2 separate regions of the Mus musculus genome follow, and region 2 is linked to region 1. The links are chromatin contacts, called in public HiChIP or PLAC-seq maps. All regions are on one chromosome and are shown on one strand. The core of a region is the stretch at or near the end of the contact, and the rest is flanking DNA. Distances in the headings are between cores, read along the strand shown. Region 1 has its middle 30 kb from the start of Gm24963. Region 2 holds the start of Mir124-2hg (Mir124-2 host gene (non-protein coding)).

Region 1 (3,452 bases), core at 647-3,146:
TCATGAGCTTTCACCAACTGCCTCACATTCTTTGTGTAGACTTTCACTTCAACGTTATTGGGGCTAAGGAAGATCTGGGTATGATCTCTGTCCTAGGCTTGGCAGGTAGGTGATTGGCTCTAACAGAAACTGATGCAGAGAACTAATTGTTTTCAAAAGGCAGAAATCTAGGATCAGGGGGTCCAGATGGCCAGCAGAGATGATTTAATTCACAGACTCTGGTCAGTAGCCAAGAACAGGCTCTGGGAAGGTGGCAACAGAGGAGGGAAGCCCAGAGGGAGTGGCTAACGGATCCCTAATTTTTTTATTCAAGTTTCAAACTCAATGAATGTCAATTAAAGAATCATGCAATGTTTATTACTTTGTTCTTACCCGAAACACCAGAATGGTGTTACCAACTTTACTCTAGGCTAAGTGTCTTCATAAATAATACAATGGTATTCCATTCTCATAGAATATGCAGCTACTCTATATTAATATAGTTTCGATATTTGTAATTTGAAGAATTCAATGCTATTCTCTTAAAAAATGCTCTGGGTCGGATTTGAAATATATATATCAACATTTGGTGTCTTTTATGTAGCAATGCTCAAAGATGAAATTTTGCGAACTGATTTGATCATGAGTACTTTTCTCTATTAATGGTATTTATTGCTGAGCTTATAATAATTGCATAATCTTTGGAGATGTAAAACGTAGGATTTGGGACCTAGGTGAAGGTCATGAGACATTCTGAACATGTCATTGGGCTTTGTCTTGTGCCTATTTCCTTGCTTGCTCCTTTCCTGAGTCTTTCAAACAGTCATGTACTCCTTAATGTAAAGTTCTGTCTCATTAAGATAAAAGAATATGGTAAAAATCTTTATGATCATCAGGTGCAATAAATTCTTGATTTTTCTCAGGCACTTTTGTGACAGTGACAGAAAACTGAATAGCACAATGAAATGTTGACTAGGTTGACTAATTTAATACTGATGATAAGTGAGAAATAACTTTATAAGGACAATGTTATTGACAAAGGCTAACAATAAACAGATGTGAAGTATTATACTAAAGTGGCCTAAATAAGAAGGAACAAAAACACATCAATATGATCATGGATCTGGATCAAATCGATGCTGCTGCTGGAGAACATTAGGATATTCATGTATTGATGAATTATCGCAATGTGAAACACATTCATTTCAGGGTCTCAAGCTTTGTATTAACATATTTTTTTTTATTTTATTGGAATGCTACTTTTTTATAATGGGTAAATTATAAACAGATATCTTAAATTTGGTTGACTTTGTAACTTATGTGACTATAACTACGGGTAAAATAACAATGTGAATAGAAATCTTACACGATAATTCTTTTAAAAATAAGTACATATTCTGTTTTCTTGACTCTTGCACATTACTTTATAATCCCTTTATAGGAAAAAGAACACATTTAATTCAAACATGGAACTATTTATGAGTACCTACTGTGTGATACTCAGTGTGTTCAATGCCTTTAGTATCTCCATTTGATCTGGAGAAACAAAAGGACATGTTTACAAGTGAAAAGGCATGTACAAATGTGTCTAATTGTGCCTTTTCAAAGATTCAATGGGGCAATAATATATTTGAGTTCTGAACTAATCAATCAGTGTAGAACAGAAGGAGAATTTTGATTAGCCTTTGCTCAGAAACCTCTTTCGAAATTTGCAATCCTTACTACATATTGAAAAATCTAAATATCATGCTGCTTTCCCCACCTTTGTTCTTCCGCACTGATAGTTTTTAAAATGAAAGCCCTAATCTGTATTACATGGGATCATTAATTTCTGCATTTTACACTCGAGCAACAGCACTCTGGTTATCTGCTGCAATGAAGAGTAAGCAGCGCAGCGTTTGCAGACTTAATTACCTACTGCAGGGCCTTTCTTCTCCTGTTGCCACAAACTGTCTGGAAATGGGGTCAAAAGCATGATTAGAAACCAAATTAACCACCGAATCCAGAAAACAAACATAGAAACAGTTCCAAGAAGCCATTCTGGTACAGAAATCAGTCACTTATCACACCTGGGTTTATCCAGAGACTCTCATTTCAAGGTCCCCCACAAACAAAGCCACAGAGAAAAAAATTCCCATGGCATTAGTGTATGAGAAAAGACGATAAAATTAATATTAAGTGAGGATCAGCATTGTAGGATAGTGATCAGAGTCTGTCTACATAATAAGAACTTTATAAAAATTATTTAATCTATTAAAACACATTTCCTCAAAAAGGCCATAATATTTGTATGGCAATATAAACAAATTTTAAAAATTAAAAATATGATTTTCATCCTATACAAATGTCAGTAAAATTTCCACCTGGTCTAAAATAATAGACTTTTCATTTTTCAAAGTATAGCTTTAAAATGCAGAAAATGAGGCACTTACAGTATGCTATTTCTCTAGTGTTGAAAATTAGAATTGGTCTTTATTTTCTGCACATCTGTTTTTAAGTGAGAACTACATTATTTATAATTTGATGGCTATTTTCTAACCCTTTGGAAACTGATAGAATAAATGCTATCAGTTTCAGCTGTCCTGTGAATCATACACACTTTCTGAAGGCAGCAACAAAAAGCCAAGAAATCTGGAGACATTTCCTGGCTACATGGAAAAGAAAAAATATCACATGGATGAAGAGCTTTCTATTTTCAAGAACTTAGTAGAAAGTAATACAATTTTGTCCTGCTAATGAAAGGCTGATTGATTTATATTAACCAGGACAGCTGTGCTTATTTATATTATAGTATTATTTTTAATTGTGATGATACAACAATGATATGGTTATCTAATTTTAAAGATTGTGGAGCAAAAAAAAAAGAATTTTTTTGGAAACATGCATAAAGGCAGACAGGAAAATAAAATGATAAAATATTTGTAGAACAGATCTAGAAATGAGTCAGTAAAACCCATACTAAACATGAAATGATTATTCTGATCATTCAGCTCCAACTATAATTTTCTGGCTTGAATATATCACATATAATTAAATGCAATAAGTCATATATCACATACAATTAAATGCAATAAGTCATGTATTTAAGCTTGAACAATCAATCGGACGCGATTGCATTGCCATTACAGGACAGGCAGTCAGAAAAGAGATTTTTATATCACATTTACTCATCTCCTGACTGTCTTGACTAAATTCTCTGACTATATTTAAAGGTCGTTGTTCATGTGTTGCAAGTGATTCCTTTCCTGGAACAAAGTCATCATTTTCTTTAGAATTCTGTGACAATTGTCCATAAGTCACCATAATTATTTCAAAATAGAAACAAAAATAAGTTTCCTTGGAAAAGACATTTCTTTATGAGCATATATATATATTTTTTTCATTTAATTTAGCCAGATGAGAGACCAAAAAGTATACCTTCCAGAATCACAATGCCAAATATTGTTAACACAAGCAAGGAGTTTTAGCAGTTG
Region 2 (3,452 bases), core at 388-2,887, 510 kb before region 1:
TCTATGGCAGTGAGGACAGCATGATGATGAAGTGACTAAGGCTTCTTACTCAGTAGTTCTTTGCCCCAATACCAATAGCATTTCATCTTAGGTTTAAAAAAATCTAAAGACTGACACAGTAGAGTAAAAATAATCTTGTCCTGTGATTCTCCCAGGGATGACTGGAGAAAGGAAAAAACACAATACACTACCCCACCCCCAAATGATTGGTGGTTTTTTGTTTTGTTTTGTTTTGTTTTCATTTTCTGCAGGTTATCAGAGGAGAGGTATTATTTTCATGTATGTGTATAACCACACACTTATGATCTAATGCCCTCTAGAACTACAAATCTTTAAAGGGCACCGACCAGTACAAATTGTTTCTATTCAAATATCTGGACAGCAGGGAAACAGACCCTTGGTTTCAAAGCAAGGTCCATACCCACCGGGCCAAGGGGCCCAGCCATAGCCGCTTCCGCTTTTGCTTTTCTGGGTATAAGAGGGCTGATTCTTGCTCCTGCCCCTCAAAGTATTGAAAACTTGGGAAATCCTTGTACCGGAAGAAAATGGCCTAAACACAATAGGACTCGCCATTTTCTACTTGCGAAGCACAAAGCGCTTGGCGCTGCCTGCTACACAAAGGAAGCATGGGCCGCAGAATTCTTGCATATTTTCAAGAGGCTAGAAAATATCTTCCGCGAATGGCAATTTATATTGTTTGGTCACACACACACACACACACACACACACACACACACACACACACACACACACACACACACAGAGGCATCCTCACTTAGCCCTGATGTCTAGAAGATCCCAGCTTTAAGGTTTAAGTTAAAAACAAAACAAAACAAAACAAAAACGCAGGAAAGGCTCGGTTCCAGAAGCAGCGCTCAGGGCCGTGTTAATCCTCCCAAGACAACGGGTGTTAGCGGTGGGCAGCAGAGGGCTCTAAACTAGGTGTGTTGTTGTGGGGATGGAGGCCCATCATCTCCCAGTCTAAGATCTCTCCTTTTGACTCCATCCTGTCCCCAGAGCTCGTCCGGTAGCTCCGTAGTCCTACCCTTTGAGCGACAGGAACCAATCTTTCAGCGAGGATGTTAAGCTGGCAGCAACTCTTAAGGATGCTCAAAGCGCGGGAAACCCTGATCTGTGCGCCTCCCCTGCCCCCAGCCCACTGCTACAATCCACAGCATAATAACAGGACTCTATTACTAGCCTAGGTAAAATGCTGCAGCTTAGGTACAGAAAAACAAAACAAAACAAAAACAATGCAGGAAGCCCCTACAAATAAAAACATACAGACACAGGCAGCAACTCTGCTCACAATAGGAACACTCAGTTCACCGCGCGAAGCAGAGCTTAAAAACCCAGGAAAAGACAGACAGTACTTACAGCAGGTGAGTCCTTGAATAATCCATGGTCAGGTCCTTCGGTTTGTTAGTCTGTGCTTTAAAAAAAAAAAAGTATATACATCTCTGTGTATTTGATTTTTACATAGCTTCCATCGTTGTGAAGGAAAGAAAAAAATCTTGAAGACTTGAGAGCATGGGGGAGGGGGCGGAGATTTTCATTGTCTACGCTCTGCACACGCAGCCCAAGATATTGCTCTGTGGAGCTCCTTCCACTTTCTGCTTGAAATTCAGAAGCTTTCTACTCAGCAAAGAAGGAGTTTGGCACACACCCCCTGCCCCTGTATTTCTCCTCTCCTCTCCTCTCCTCTCCTCTCCTCTCCTCTCCTCTCCTCTCCTCTCCTCTCCTCTCCTCTCCTCTCCTCTCCTCTCCTCTCCTCTCCTCTCTCTGTCACTCACCCTCTTGCTCTTCTAAAGCTAGTGTTCTCTCTCTCTCTCTCTCTCTCTCTCTCTCTCTCTCTCTCTCACTTTTTTTTCAAAAGAGGGCAGGTCGCTTCCTGCATCCCAATGAGTTAAATCAGGCACTTCTTCTCATGCATCAGCAGCCTCTTTAACAATCCGAGAGCTGCAGGCACAAAAGAGCATTTAGCTGCCTCCAATTTGTGTAGAAGGCCTGCCCTTAATTTGTTTGAGGAGTATAATTAAATCATGAATTTCACGAAATATAAAAATACAAAATTCCTAACCTCAGCTAGTGAACCGCTAATGGTAACCTTTAAAAACAAATCTCTCCTCATGTCCCTGTTCTTAGCCAGACCGAGAACATCTCAGATACGCAAGAAGACAAGAGTTCGGACTCAAACCTAGCATGCCTTCTCCATTTACACGTCAAGGTCACACTGATAACATCCCTCAGTGCTCTAAATGAGAGCCTTTCTATTTCTTTCCTTTTAAAAAACAATAATATTCTGAATTTTTAAAATTGCCTCAGGAAGAAATTAAGTCATTTGGGAAAATCTGCTGGACTAAATAAAAACGTAAGTATGTTCTTAATATGAAATAGGATCAGAATTTGCTATACAGACACTAGGTTGAGGAGTTCTACAAATAGGCCTTGCTCGGGAGAATGTTTTCAACTTTTCCAGGCAGGACTCTGTGGTCAGTGAAGTCTGAGTTCCATGGGTTTTGATCATGTTTCTTCCAGCCACAGAGTGGGCCTTATGGGACATCAGAGCCAGAGCCTATCAAGCTTGCTGAGTCCCAGAGGGCTTCTGATAAGGAAAATGCTGCTTGTTGTTGGGAGCAGGGGTTTGGCTCCCACTCCTTTAAGTAGGTTGGGGCGCAAAAAGCAACTCTGCATTCCTGCAGTTTCTCTTTCAGAAAGAATCCAGACCAAGCCATTGCTCTACCTCAATGAAGGTGGTGGGGTGGCAAGGCCACCTTCCTCTCTCACTCACCTGCCACCCCCCCCTCCCCCAAGGCCACTGCTAGGAAGATACTTAGGAGTGTTTTTCTCCTTCCTAGTGCTCCCATCTTCTGGGAAATTGTAGAATCCCTTACCACAAAAAACTTTGAATTGTCAGTAATTTGCTGCTAAGTCTACTGTCAGCTCCTACCCCCATTTCTCATTCTAACTCTAGTCAAGAACCCCCCACACTGGAACACTGGAGAGGTGCAACTTCAGTACTACCCAATGGGAACAAAACATGTCACCACTTCCTGACTGTAAATGTTCACTCTGATACTCTAAGTCACCCTGGGCGTTTGAATTAGGCCATGTTTCACCCTGAGCACAGAGCTAAGTGAACTGGGCTATAACTGAGCTGTACCTCTGTCTGCTTGAAATATCCAACAAGCGTTCCTACGAAGATACTTGGAAACGTAAAACAAAATATGAAATAAAACATTCTAAAGAAAAGATACGTTCTTGTGTGTTTGTAAAACATGTTTGTAAAGTGCTGAGTGGGGGCTGGAATTACTTGACAAAATATCATTTCTGTGCCTGGAGTCCAGACAGAAAGCAGGTCTAAAGGTCGGTGTTTTTTATCGGGGCAGAGGACTTTGACTTGGGGAGGCACTAGGTACATCATTTTCCTTCCCTGTATCTTTTCACTGATC

The links. HiChIP or PLAC-seq counts read pairs in DNA pulled down with a chosen protein or histone mark.
Region 2: an H3K4me3 HiChIP or PLAC-seq map of embryonic forebrain shows a contact between it and region 1, with 5 times the contacts expected there. The contact joins the promoter of Mir124-2hg here to the enhancer-like site in region 1. A contact is called at or near these places in 8 of 39 promoter capture datasets (the 3T3-L1 cell line, cranial neural crest, embryonic stem cells and 3 more), 1 of 484 Hi-C or Micro-C datasets (cortical neurons) and 9 of 115 datasets of contacts at active chromatin or transcription factors (astrocytes, differentiating embryonic stem cells, embryonic basal ganglia and 6 more).

What each region holds. Positions count from the first base shown.
Region 1 is chr3:17,279,840-17,283,291 of GRCm38.p6, reverse strand. It overlaps the pseudogene Gm18937. Among named protein-coding and RNA genes, the nearest start is that of Gm24963, 30 kb to the right of the region's middle. Within about 2 kb of position 1,896, at least 2 of the 459 cell types and tissues checked have an H3K27ac peak or open chromatin away from gene starts, as enhancers often do. A contact at or near this core is called in embryonic forebrain, where this site is marked.
Region 2 is chr3:17,788,106-17,791,557 of GRCm38.p6, reverse strand. It overlaps Mir124-2hg (Mir124-2 host gene (non-protein coding)), which reads right to left and starts at 1,637. Exons shown (of 3, transcript NR_033490.1): 1 at 1,378-1,637.